Regions from separate parts of the Mus musculus genome. Here all the other regions are linked to region 1. A link is a contact called in public capture Hi-C and promoter capture Hi-C data. All regions are on one chromosome and are shown on one strand. The core of a region is the stretch at or near the end of the contact, and the rest is flanking DNA. Distances in the headings are between cores, read along the strand shown. Region 1 holds the start of Fabp5 (fatty acid binding protein 5, epidermal). Region 2 holds the start of Zfp704 (zinc finger protein 704). Region 3 has its middle 19 kb from the start of Fabp12.

What was found. Promoter capture Hi-C pulls out the DNA fragments that hold promoters and counts their contacts. Capture Hi-C pulls out chosen DNA fragments and counts their contacts.
Region 2: a capture Hi-C map of macrophages shows a contact between it and region 1, with 3 times the contacts expected there. The contact joins the promoter of Zfp704 here to the promoter of Fabp5 in region 1. A contact is called at or near these places in 7 of 39 promoter capture datasets (the C10 cell line, HPC-7-derived erythroid cells, cranial neural crest and 3 more), 1 of 115 datasets of contacts at active chromatin or transcription factors (large pre-B cells) and 3 of 9 other capture datasets (adipose tissue, liver and macrophages).
Region 3: a promoter capture Hi-C map of neutrophils shows a contact between it and region 1. The contact joins the enhancer-like site here to the promoter of Fabp5 in region 1. A contact is called at or near these places in 15 of 39 promoter capture datasets (3T3-L1-derived adipocytes, the C10 cell line, the HPC-7 cell line and 11 more), 2 of 15 datasets of contacts at CTCF or cohesin (the NIH/3T3 cell line and pro-B cells), 12 of 484 Hi-C or Micro-C datasets (bone marrow-derived macrophages, cerebellum, embryonic fibroblasts and 7 more), 24 of 115 datasets of contacts at active chromatin or transcription factors (the 230-238 cell line, the SCID.adh cell line, T-cell acute lymphoblastic leukemia and 17 more) and 4 of 9 other capture datasets (adipose tissue, liver, macrophages and 1 more).

What each region holds. Positions count from the first base shown.
Region 1 is chr3:10,010,639-10,014,724 of GRCm38.p6, reverse strand. Fabp5 (fatty acid binding protein 5, epidermal) reads right to left here and starts at 2,140. Exons shown (of 4, transcript NM_010634.3): 1 at 2,007-2,140. The coding sequence starts at 2,085.
Region 2 is chr3:9,608,435-9,612,520 of GRCm38.p6, reverse strand. Zfp704 (zinc finger protein 704) reads left to right here and starts at 2,436. Exons shown (of 9, transcript NM_133218.2): 1 at 2,436-3,251. The coding sequence starts at 2,802.
Region 3 is chr3:10,271,169-10,275,254 of GRCm38.p6, reverse strand. It overlaps a transcript of Fabp12 not described here. Among named protein-coding and RNA genes, the nearest start is that of Fabp12, 19 kb to the right of the region's middle. Within about 2 kb of position 1,799, at least 33 of the 459 cell types and tissues checked have an H3K27ac peak or open chromatin away from gene starts, as enhancers often do. A contact at or near this core is called in acute myeloid leukemia and neutrophils, where this site is marked.

The DNA of each region.
Region 1 (4,086 bases), core at 891-3,390:
ACAACAAGACTCTAATCTCAGCTACTAGCCACTGAGCTACTGGCCCTCAGAAAGTCAGGCAAGACTTTACTCCCTAACCTTAAATGACAGGACTGGCATGGTGGCACACACATGTAATTCCAGCAGCATTCCAGACATGGAGGTAAGAGGGTCAACAGTTCAAAGTCAGCCTAAGCTGCAGAGAGACCGTGTTCTCAAAACAACAATGTAAGTAAAAAAAAAAAAAAAAAAAAAACAAACAAACAAACAAAAAAAAAACAGTTGGTAGATGCTTTAAAATAAGCTTTCAATGCAAACAGCACAGTATTTTAAGTGAGTGGCATGCCTCTGGTGTCAATAAGTAGAGGGAAAACACACCCAGGGAAAGAACAAACATTTCAAAGCTGTGTGACCATGTGAGCTTCCATGGTAAGGCTTGTTCTGTATGTTAGGAACCTGACGTGCTGCTATCTGGAAACACTGTACGATTTGAGTATCTGGTTGACTTTTATGCTGTGTGGTTTGTTTATTCACAGTATGGAGTTCCACATTTCTGGGTTATGCAGTGGTTTATGTCCGTGTCCTTGATGGTAACACTCATAAGGAACCTGGGATACTTTCACAAGAAAGGAGACACTCGTCCAAGCAGGATGCTCAGCCAGGCTCCCGTGTCCCTGTGAGTCTTCTGCTGTGCTCCCCTCTACATTGCCCAGAACCTATGGGTAAGGCCTATAACCTTCCTAAGGCCACAATCTGGAGAACTAGCCACTCACAGCATAAACACCAGCTGCTTTCAAACAGTGCTCTCTACTGGCTCTCACTCACACCTGTGCGGCTTTCCACTGTGGACAAGGAAAGACACAAACCCCTAATGCATCCACATTCTGACAATAGCGTTAGCACAAACAGGATTCATCAGGAGCCAGACTTAGCCCCATAGTGTGCTGAATGTTTAAAAGAATTAAGGCTGGTTCTTAACCAGGGAGGAATACTGTGAACAGCAGCGCCTGAAGCTGCCTCCTCCTACCAGCAGTACCTCTTCCGAGAGAGTACCTTTCCGTTAACCCCATCCCACTTCCTAGCATCTGTGACAAGTGTCGATTTCGTTGTCTGTTCTGTGTTTACCAATGCATCCCTATCTTAAGAGTAGGCAAAACTGGCAACAGACAACGAGGCACTATTTCCAGTGAGGGTGAATTTGAACCTTGCCCACTCTCTGGTTAGGCTTTAAGGAGCAAGTGCTTGCTGCAAAGCCACACCCATCTTGTAGCAGTTGGCAGCCACGGCCCAGCAACAGCAGTTTCTGATTATAGTTTTCCAGCCAGGCCCAAGTCTCCTTGCTCCTCACCCTCCAGAATCAAGAGAAAGAAGTAGAACAGAACGGTCGCAAGACAACAACCATGCACAATGGATGTCTCCGCACTTCGCCCACATGCCACCAGCTGTCGACCGTGCAGCGCCGCGGGCGCCACGCCTAGCCAGTGCGGCGAGGAGAGGACCTGAGACGTGCTGCAGAGAAAGGGATATAAGCAGCATCATTCATAGCCTCTAAAGAGCTTCTGCAGAAACCACGCCCTACCACGCGGTGTCCTCTCTGAGGCGGAGATGGGGTGGAGGGGACTGGCGCCATCGAGGAACAAAAGATGGGGCAAAGGGAAAAGGAGAGTGAGTGCTGCCACGCCAGGGGAGGATGATGGGGCAGGACGGTGGCACAGGTGAGGATAGGAAGAGAAGTGGGGATAACATTAAGAGGCAACTGAGGGGCTGTTTGTAGGGGGCTCACAGCAGTACCGCTGGCACGCACCTGTGAAGGGCCGGAAGCAATGAGGGGCTGCTTCGGGGGCAAGAAGCAGAAAAGGGGAGAAGCGGGGTGACCCACCACGTGCGGAGCCGGCGACAAAGGCGGGCACTCCATCCTAACTGCCGCAAGGTGCTCCCTGCAGCTCCCCCGATCGCATGGTGGAAGGGAACCAACACATCCCCACAAGGATGAGGAGCCAGGGAGGGGTTCGGCGATAAAATCTCACCTAGCTCTTTCATGTACTCCTCAAAGCCGTGGCTTTCCATCAGGCGCCACTTCCCTTCGAGATCCTTAAGACTGGCCATGGTGGGAGGGAGAGCACAAAAGCAGCAGAGACGCGGTGGCGAGGGCGCTGTTCCGCTCCTGGCGCCATCTGCGCTTATATCGTCCTTGGTGTGGGGGTGGTGTCGGGCAGCCAATAGGAGGCGCGCCTCAGCCTGGTACCGCCCCTCGCCACGCCCGGACTTGTGCGCCTTGGGCTGTGCTGGGGGGTCTGAAGGTGCCACCCTGGCCTGGCTGCGCCGGACTGGGACGTCACGTTTCCCGCAGCTCCTGCAAGCTGCGACTCGTCTGGCGCGCCCTGTGCCTCCCTTAGTGACAGCTGCGGCACAGTCCCGTGGGCCCAGGGATCACCCCCACCCCCACCCGCGCCATCTGAGGACAGCCTGCGCGCCGTGGTCCCACTGTCCTGCCGCCTCCATTTGCTTTTGATAAGTACCTGGGAGGAACAAATTAGCCATCGCTTGGCGCTATAGGAATTGAATGGCTGATTACTGAATTAATAAACTGCAATCTCCTTAGCCCTACATCCTACTCCCTCATGAAAGAACCTTCTGACCCCACCCTCCCGCCTCCTGGGGCCTCACTGGGGCCTCTTGGTTGTCTGTCTGTGCATGCTAGACAATCCTGGCAGCAGTCTCTAAGGGAGATTACAATGCTCTACAAGTTTGTTTTCTCCACTACACTAGCAAGTTTCAGCTTAGGTAACTGTCACTTCCTGAAAAATCTTACTAGCTTCTATTCCCCGATCAGGGATCAAAACTTTTACTTCCCTCCATCCTTTGAGGGTGGCTGGCCCAGCTATGAATTAGTAAATTGCCTAGAATATACTGACTATAAAAAAAAAATTATCACTTTGATATGCACTGAAGTCCCACAAAACATAAGGCTCCAAGGACAATCCGCTGACAGTTAGATGCCATCGCCAGTCACAGAATCTGAGTGTGTGGGGAGGGGAGGCAGGGAGAGATACAGGGAGACAAAGGGAGCACATTTTATGAGACAGTGAGAAGAGGAATTGAGTAAAGGTTATGGAGCGGTCATGTAGCCCAGGCTAGCCTCTAACTCCATATGCAGCTAGTAGCTCCTGACCATCACTCTCCAGCTACCACATGCTGACATTACAGGTGTGGCCAACACCCTTGCGGAAGTTGTCATTACACAGTTACTGATCCTCACTTTCAGTGTCATTTTTAGTAAGCCACCTGTGATAGTCCATGCTTTGTTAGGATTCAGGTTTGTATTAGATAATTTGCCCAACCACAGGCCAATGTAAATGTCCTAAGTCTGTTTGAGGGCAGCTGAGCCATAATTTTTTACTAGGTTGGATATATACAATAACTCTAAGTGAATTTACTGCAGTCACGCTGCCCTGCAGCTGAGGAAGTGAACCCAGGATGGAAGACTCCTTCAGATCCACAGCACCCACACAAAAGCTGCTGCTGTGTCTGCACCTAGAACTGCAGCTCCCTGGTACAGCCCACCCGGCATTGGCAAGCTTCCGGGTCAGTCAGAGATCCTGTCGTGGCAGACAGCTGATGTCAACTACTAGCTTCCACATACATGTGCACACATGCAGGCCCGTAAACACACACACATACACACACAAACACACACAAATGCACGACAATTTATACTTATGATTTTCTTTGTCTAAAGTACGTCCTTTCAAAGCTATCCAAAGGCCTGCAGCTTCTCAGACCAGCTCAAAATATGCCATACATACATGAAGTGCCACATTCTCTACTAAGGCCATACATATATTGATGTGTCCTGAGCTGCGACATCCCACTGACTGAGGCCATCAGTTCCCTTCTGTGTGTGGAATGACCTTTCTCAGACTGTCTTTTTTACAGAATCTTCCTGCCTGCTCCCACACCTCATTGGAGGTAACATGGGCTGAAATGAAGTTGTCGCCACCCAGACGGGCTATCACCACGGAGACAAGGTCAGCTTGTTGAGTTTCTACTGCTCCCTCTGTGGTCCTTCCTGGCATTTGCACGGATGAATTTTAATGCCTGCGATTC
Region 2 (4,086 bases), core at 1,187-3,686, 400 kb after region 1:
TCATTAGTCTACAAAATAAGAGTTCTTTGAAACTTTCATGCAAGCTATTTTGATAATATTCACCCCCAACTCTTCCCTTGGTCTCCTTCCAGATCTCCCCACCCCAACTTTGTGACCTGTCTAAATTTAATAACCCATCAACTTTAGCTTTTGCTGTTCATAAACTTACTCCTGGGTATGGGGCTATCCATTAATTAGAGTGTGGCTGACCTGGAGTCACACCATTACAGACAACTGCCTTTTCCTCCCTTAGAAGCTATTACCCGTCCATACCTTCTCAGGGCTGCAAACTCAGCCTTTCCTGCTTCTGGAAGAAGCCCTTGCCCATATTCCTGTAAGTGATCCAGTAACACTCATTCACCAAGTTCACCAAGATGGACTTTGATGGCATCCAAACTTTAGTGTGTCATGGCTTCCCTATCTGGGGTAAGTTGATAGGTGTGTTTTCTCTCCCCAGGAGAAGTTTTGTCATGACATAGATGATGAACACAGTCCCACTAAACCCCTTAGGGAGCAGTGACTTTATTGGGCTTACTTCGAAACATGAAGGAGGACTTACAAGAACATGGGTGAGCCCAAAGCAGTTGTGCCACCAGAAAGTCTTACCCAGCATGAATGATTTACCCACAGCTGCAGAGATTGGGGGGGGGGGTGTCTCCCCTTCAGTTAACCTTCCACACTCTGTAATCCAGCATCTCTGCTGGGACAGAGACAAGTGCCACTCGGGCAAAATTCCATACAAGTGGCTGGGGGACAGGCTGAGTCTCATGGAGAGGCTTTGTGCCCACTCCTCCTAAGGACAGCCAATCAGCCCGATGGCATGCAAGGATCACAGCTGTTCTGATGACCATGACAGCTGTGCTGTTAGTTGAAACAGTCGATAAGATCTCTTCTGCACCCCTCGTACAGGTCCTTGAGCCACCTGCCCACCTCTGCCAGAGACCCATATACTTAGCTGCCTCTCTCCAAATCATCTCATGAGATCAACCAAGCCACTATCTTCAATCTGGAGGAGAGCAGCTTCGCTCCTTGCCTGGGGCTACTCTTTCTAGGCTCACGGAAACAATTCACTTGCTTCTGGGAGGGTCTAGCTACATCCAAGACACACCCATAAATTACAATGCTCCAGTTAACAAGGTTTGCTCATTCTAATTTCCTGAACAGGATATTTACAGATGAAAAGTTCACTAGAAACGGTGTGTTTTGAATGCACTTTGAGGGAGATAAATTCTGGGGTGGTATCTGAAGTGGGGCAGGGAGTGCATGTGTGCACACCTGCATGTGTGCACACCTCCTCTTCAGACTGTACGCACTTCCAATTTCACTGTGGGGAGGTGTTAGCAGAGCTTTGGGACTCGAAAGGAAGGGCTGACGGAAAGGCATTTCAGAAAGGACGGACAGGACCTGTGGGCCAGTGCCTCACAGGAAGTGAGAACAAGGTGGCTTTAAAACACACCACTATTTTTGGATGTGATTACTTAAAACAGGCATTTTCTGGACGGGTGATCAGTTTCTGGGAGGACAAAGTTCATTTTAGAATCCTTGTCCTCATCCCTCTTTAGCGGTTGGAAGGTACCCCAAATAAACATTTAATGAGCCCCATCACATGTCTAGCAAGCCACGTGATGTTCAATCTCCAAGAACAATGGGCCATGTGGACACCCTTTTACTCAATTGTTGATGAATAAGGCCCTCCTAGCCCTAGCCAAAACCTATAGAATTTAGGGGCATGATCTGGATGCAGAATGTCTGGTTTACTCCCTCCGAAAGCAGCAGTCATTCATAACATGGCAAACTGGCCTTCTGCTAGCTTACATATATAAAAAGCTGAAATAACAATCTTGACCACTTGGTGTGTTGCTTTCTCTAGACTGGGACAGTGCCAGTAGACCAAACCAAGAGCAGAAAGAACACTTTTGGAATTCGGCCCATATCATATCACCAGGTAAGGACCTCAGGTGGAAACTGGAAGAAACACATAGGAGGGCCAAACCTGCACAGAGCTGAGAACATGAGGCAAGGCCTACAACCTGGTGCTCAAAGGAACCTGGTAGAGAGGGCCAGGGAAATGTTGCAGGAATCTCCATGACTGAGGACTCAGGCTGGGAACTGACCCCAAACCTGGGGTTGGCACACCTGGTCGAACTCCACTTGAGCACCAGTGGTCGCCATCTGAGAACCACTCTTGAGCAAATCTCTTAAGCAAACACCTTCCTGCCGTCTAAACCTACGCTTTTCCCACCAGAGGGAGACATGGGCCCAGGGGCAAGGGTGGCCTCAGTGTCCCAGCCAACTGCTGGGAAGCCGGCAGATTTTCAGAGAGCGCGGGTCTGGGGAAAAAAATCCAGTCCGGGTTTTGTCTGAACGGAGACCAGGAAGGCAGCGAGGACTGGGGAAGAGGGGGAGGCGGTGAAGACACGACACAAACAGCTCGCGCCCAGGACACCGCGGTAGGCCCTGAGCGCGCGGGCGCAGGGCCCGGAGAGGCGCGCGCCGGCCCGGCCGCCGGCCGCATGGAGCGCAGCGCAGCCCGCGGCTCCCGGGAGGCGCAGGCGGAGGTAGCGGCAGCGGGAGCAGCGCGCTCGCTCACACCCACCCCCGCCCGCGGCCGGCGCGCCGCCCCGCCGTAGCCGCCGGCGTCCCCGCGGGCCCGGCCAGCGAAGGCGGCGTCCGCGCGTCTGCCAGCCAGCAGCGGCGGCCAGCCCGGGAGGCGGCCCCGCAAGCCCCGCAGCCGCGCGTCTCCGGGCCCAGCCGCAGCCCGCGAGGAGCCCGGCGCTCCGGCCCGCAAGCCCGGCGCAGGCATGCAGGCCAGGCGCCTGGCCAAGCGCCCCAGCCTGGGCAGCCGCCGCGGGGGCGCTGCGCCCGCTCCCGCCCCCGAGGCCGCCGCTCTGGGGCTCCCGCCCCCCGGCCCCAGCCCGGCCGCCGCACCGGGAAGCTGGAGGCCGCCGCTGCCGCCGCCGCGCGGGACCGGCCCCTCGCGCGCTGCCGCCGCCTCGTCGCCGGTCCTGCTGCTGCTGGGCGAGGAGGACGAGGACGAGGAGGGCGCGGGCCGAAGGCGCAGGACGCGCGGGCGGGTAACGGAGAAGCCCCGAGGGGTCGCGGAGGAGGAGGACGACGACGAGGAAGAGGACGAAGAGGTGGTTGTCGAGGTGGTGGACGGCGACGAGGACGACGAGGACGCTGAGGAGCGCTTCGTGCCCCTCGGACCCGGCCGTGCGCTTCCCAAGGGCCCCGCCCGAGGCGCGGTGAAGGTGCGTGCGAGGTGCCGGGGATCGGTGGGGGGCGCAGCGGGCTCGGCGGGGCGCCGGGGCGCCGGGGAGGCCGAGCGCAGCGGCGCGGGCCGGGAGGGGTGTGTCAGGCGGCGGTGGGCAGCGCGCGGAACTGCGGCTCAGCGGCTCAGCGGCTCAGCGGCGCCCGGCGGCCTGTCGGTGCTCAGAGGCCGGGCGGATGCGTGGTCCCGCGTGCCGGTAGGCAAGGAAGGAGCGCTTCTCTGGGCAGGGTGGGGAACTTGGGAGCTGGACGAGGTCGGAGCCCCGATCGGCCTGGCATTGATATTTTATTCTGCTCTGGGGAGGCAGGAGTCTTCCTTCTCTTGTTCAAGCTTCTGGAAACTAGCCAGCAACCTGCAACACCTCCTTTCACCTGAGAACAGTTGTTGGTCGGTTCCATCACAGGCACTTGTGAAGGAGTTGGGAGCCTGTGCAGCAACAACCTAGACCTTGGTTTCCGCGAGCTTTTTGCCCCTCCCCCATCCCCGTGTTTCTCCTCGCCCTCCTTAAACTGGACATCCTAAGCACTTACCCTCCGCCCCCTTAAGATTACAAAAGAGGAAGGCGGGGAAGGTGTTTGTGTTGTGGGGAGAGAGAGGGGTAGCATTTAAAATGAATGTGACTTTCAGCTGAAAAATTTCACCAGGTCCTCATCCGCGCTACCGCAACGAGCGATCTTTCCGTTTTTTTGTATCTTCAGAAGATAAAGGGTTTATTATTACACAACTGTCTGGCTGAGCTTCTAAGCACGCTATTGGACAAAACAAACTGCGTTGAGGTTCATGCACCGTGTATGTTGCTAAGAAGTTTTGAGGGC
Region 3 (4,086 bases), core at 550-3,049, 260 kb before region 1:
GGAAGAAGTCCACATGCTGGGTTACATGACTAAGGCCGTGACCACCTGGTGAAACTCTACCCCTGGGCCCCCAAATAAATAAAAGGAACATCAAGTGAAACAATTAATTAGACCTTTAATTTTTACATTTTATAGTACTGTAGACAAAAACTAAAGAGGCTAGTGTTCAGGAAGATAAATAAATACAGATTTTCATTTAGTCATTATCACTTGACCAGAGTACATTACAGCTGTGGAAAGTGAGAAGTCAAATCTAGAGTTTAGTCACATATGAAATTTGTACAATATTTTCCTTGTTAGGTGAGGTCTCCTTATGTAGTGCAAGATGTTCTAGAATTCCTTATGCAGCTCAGGATGGCTTAGGATTCCTTATGTAGTTCTAGCTGGCCTGGAAATCTTTGTATAGCCCAGGCTAGTCTGGCCTGGAAATCCTTGTATAGCCCAGGCTAGTCTGGAACTTACGATTTTCCTGCTTTAGTCTTCTGAATGGTGTGATTACAGGTATATGTCACTATGCCTGGCTAACAAATATTCTGTGAGTACCTGCAGCCTGCCAGATGTGAATCACGATTTCTGTGACACGTCATTTCATAGAGTCTATGCTCTTGTGTGGAATAGGGAGGTGCCTATTAGTCAGTCAGCAAACCTTAGTATTGTGTGCCAAGAACATAAAATCATCTGATGGTTTTGAAAGTGACTATGGGTGGGGTATGGACTACTTATGTGTAATTCCTGAGCTTCCTGATGGGGAAAGCATCCTAGGCAGGCTGGCTGGCCCTTCCAAGGTCTGTGAAGCTTCAGACAGGATGAGTGTAGTAAGAGCAGGGGACAGGAGTCTGTGCAAACCTGCGTGGCAAGGCTATGAGACTTCCAAAGGCCTTTCTCAAGATGTTTTGAGCGCTCTGCAATATTAGATGAATATATTTGCAAGGTTAGATAACACATTCTAAACTTGCAAACACAATGGTCAACATTCCTACAGCGGGGTAGAAGTTAAACTAATGCTGTGTTTACTGTAATTGTAATTTTACAAGTAAACAAACCAGTTTTAGAAGCACCACTTTTATTTATTATCCATCTTTTCTACTTATTATTTGACAGTTTCATAGCTATATTTAAAGCATTTTGCTCATTTGCCCCATGACCTTCTCTTACTACCCTCTTTCCACTCTTAACAAATCCTTCTCCTCCTTTCATGACTTTTTTAAAACAAAAATTACCCTCTGAATTTAATTAGGGTTGCTTCCTTGAGTGTGGGGTTATTTACTGAAAACTGGGCAAATTATCAGTTGAGTGGGCCTCATTACTGAAATCTACCCGCTCCTTGCCAACAGTAACCATTAATAGCTCCTCAACTAGAGGCGAGGCCTCATGAGTCCCGCCCCACATCTCTTTGGAAACCTTGTGCAAGACTTCTTCAGCTGAGCCCAGGTACTGGGGGTCCCTGGGTGTAACAGCCATATTGTGTCAGAATGCAGCACTTGCCTCCATTCCTCCCGTCTCCCAGCTCCTACATCTTTCTTCTTCTCTTCTGTGATCTTTTCTGAGCTTTGTGTGCAATGTAGACGTTCTCTTTAGGAGTGAGCGGTAGGCTGTCATAGTCTTCACCCTTTGGCTGACTATGCATTGACTGAAGTGACTGTACAAAGAAGCTTGTCTGACCAGGGCTGAGAGCAGCAGTAATGTACGGATACAAGCATCAGTATTTAAAACGCAGTTTGACAACATAGTTGCTCAGCAGAACAGCAGTGAAAGCTCCTCCCCTAGAGCCTCTGACCTCCTGAGCCCTGAGCTTTTTTTTGACCTGTTTTACAGCACCAGGCATGGGTGTGCTGTGTGCCGGGCCTCACGACCTGTCAGAAAGTGCAGTGTTGTCAGAAGTGCAGCGTCACCCTCACAACAGTCTTGCCGATGAGCGAGTCGTGCTTGCCTGGTCTGTGCTGTAGCACGCAGTTCACTGATGACGTTTCTCATCTGGTGGCCTAGCCAGCTAGCCAGCAAGGAGGAAGCTTCCAGTGTGCTCCACTTTGCTTTATGTTCTGTAATAAAACTGCATGGTCGTTTTAGTAATACGGTCTTACCTAAAATGATCACCATAGCTTGTGCTGTTTAGCAGCATTCGGGGGCCTCCTATTCATGAAGAAATATCCCACATCAGGACCAGGGATTTTGGCTTTATAACCTATGATTTCTGTGAGCACCATCATAAACCAATGCAGGGTACCTCAGTTCAATCTCTCTCTCTCTCTCTCTCTCTCTCTCTCTCTCTCTCTCCCTCCCTCTCTCTCTCTCTCTCTCAGATTTATTTATTTATTTATTTATTTATTTATTTATTTATTTATTTATTTAATGTAAGTGAGTACACTGTAGCTAGCTGTCTTTCAGACACACCAGAAGACAGCATCGGATTCCATTACAGATGGTTGTGAGCCACCATGTGCGTTGCTAGGAACTGAACTCACGATTTCTGGAAGAGCAGTCAGTGCTCTTAACCACTGAGCCATCTCTCCAGCCCTCAATCTCCTTTTTGTTTGTTTGTTTGTTTAAAAAAAAAACAAAATGAAAAACCAAACTAACTTGCCAAATACTGAGTTCGCATATGCTAGTTTGTCCATTCTCAGTTTTGCCTAACTACCCGGTATCCCCATCGAGAGCCTCCATCTCCCCTAAGGCCCTCATCCCACTTAGACCTTTCCATTCCCTGTATCCCTCCCTCCGTTACATGTGTTCTAATATACTCTCTACGCTTCTTAAGGCTTCTTCTCCTTCCCCCTTTAGGGGTCTTTGTTTTAGCTTCCTAGTCTCTATAAGACATGTCAAATTAAACACAAAAACTTAAAAACTTGAAATTAGGATCCACCTGTGAGAGAGACTGTGGTTCTCGTGTTTCTGTGCGGGGGTTACGTCACTCAATAGAGCAGTTTTCAGTTTCATCTACTTCCCTGCAAATTTCATAATTTTATTTTTTATAGATGAAAGTATCTCTGTCTTGCATTTGAACCACTTTTTCATTATCCATTCATTAGCTGATAGACATCTATACAGATTCAAGCCCCTCACTAGTATAACTAGAATCTGGATGCATAGATATCTCTGTGGTAGGAGCTGGGTCATAGAGTAATTCTATTCTTAATGGGCATTTATTTATTTACCATTAACTCCGGTTCATCTAAGTTCATGCTTTCTCTCTTTAAAAAGAAAAATGCCATTAAAAATCATAAAGTCAGCCAGGCATGGTGGTGCATGCCTTTAATCCTGCATTTGAGAGGCAGAGACTGGTGGATCTTTGAGTTCAAGGCCAGCCTGGTCTATGGGATGAGTTGCAGGACAACCAGGGCTGTTATACAGAGAAACTGTCTCAAAAACAAACAAACAATCAAACAAACAAAGGAACGAACGAACAAACAACCCAAAAGTTATGGGGTCTACTTTTCTTTAGGCCCACCCTAGAGTGGAGTTGATCAATACAGTGATCAGTATCAATACAGTATCACTGATCATTGTATTAAAGAAAACTTAGTTTCCTCCCTCATTAGATATCATTTGTGATGAGTTCCTTCTCTAGAGGTGTGTGCTAGTTAGCTTTATGATGGCAGCAGACTTGGTGCACTGATTTGAAGGCATGAAAGGGTCATGGTGAACAGCTGAGGTTTGGCACTGTAAGAAGCCAGGAGAGGCAGGTATAACCTCAGTAGCATTGAAGGCCCAGGACTGAAGGGGCCATGCAGAGAAGTTGAGGCTTGACACCATGAAGAAAGCCCAGCCCAGGAGAGCTTATCGGTGAAAGTGCTGTCAGTTACAGCAGAGACTCTGACATTTTAGAGAAGCCAATGCTGTGGGATGACCACCAAGGACAGCAGCAGCTGTGGAGTGGAGCCAGCTTGAACCTGGGAGATAAGCCGTCATGTGCTATGGGTGGTTATCTAAGCTCTTTTCAGGACCCCTTCTGGATTGTTAGTGGATCCCAGATGGTGGACAGAATTATTCACACATTGAAAATTTGGTTTTGCTTTGTTCAGATTGTGACTGTACACTAGTTTTCCTTCTTGAAGTAAGAAAGTATTTGGCTTTATTTTATTTTGTTAT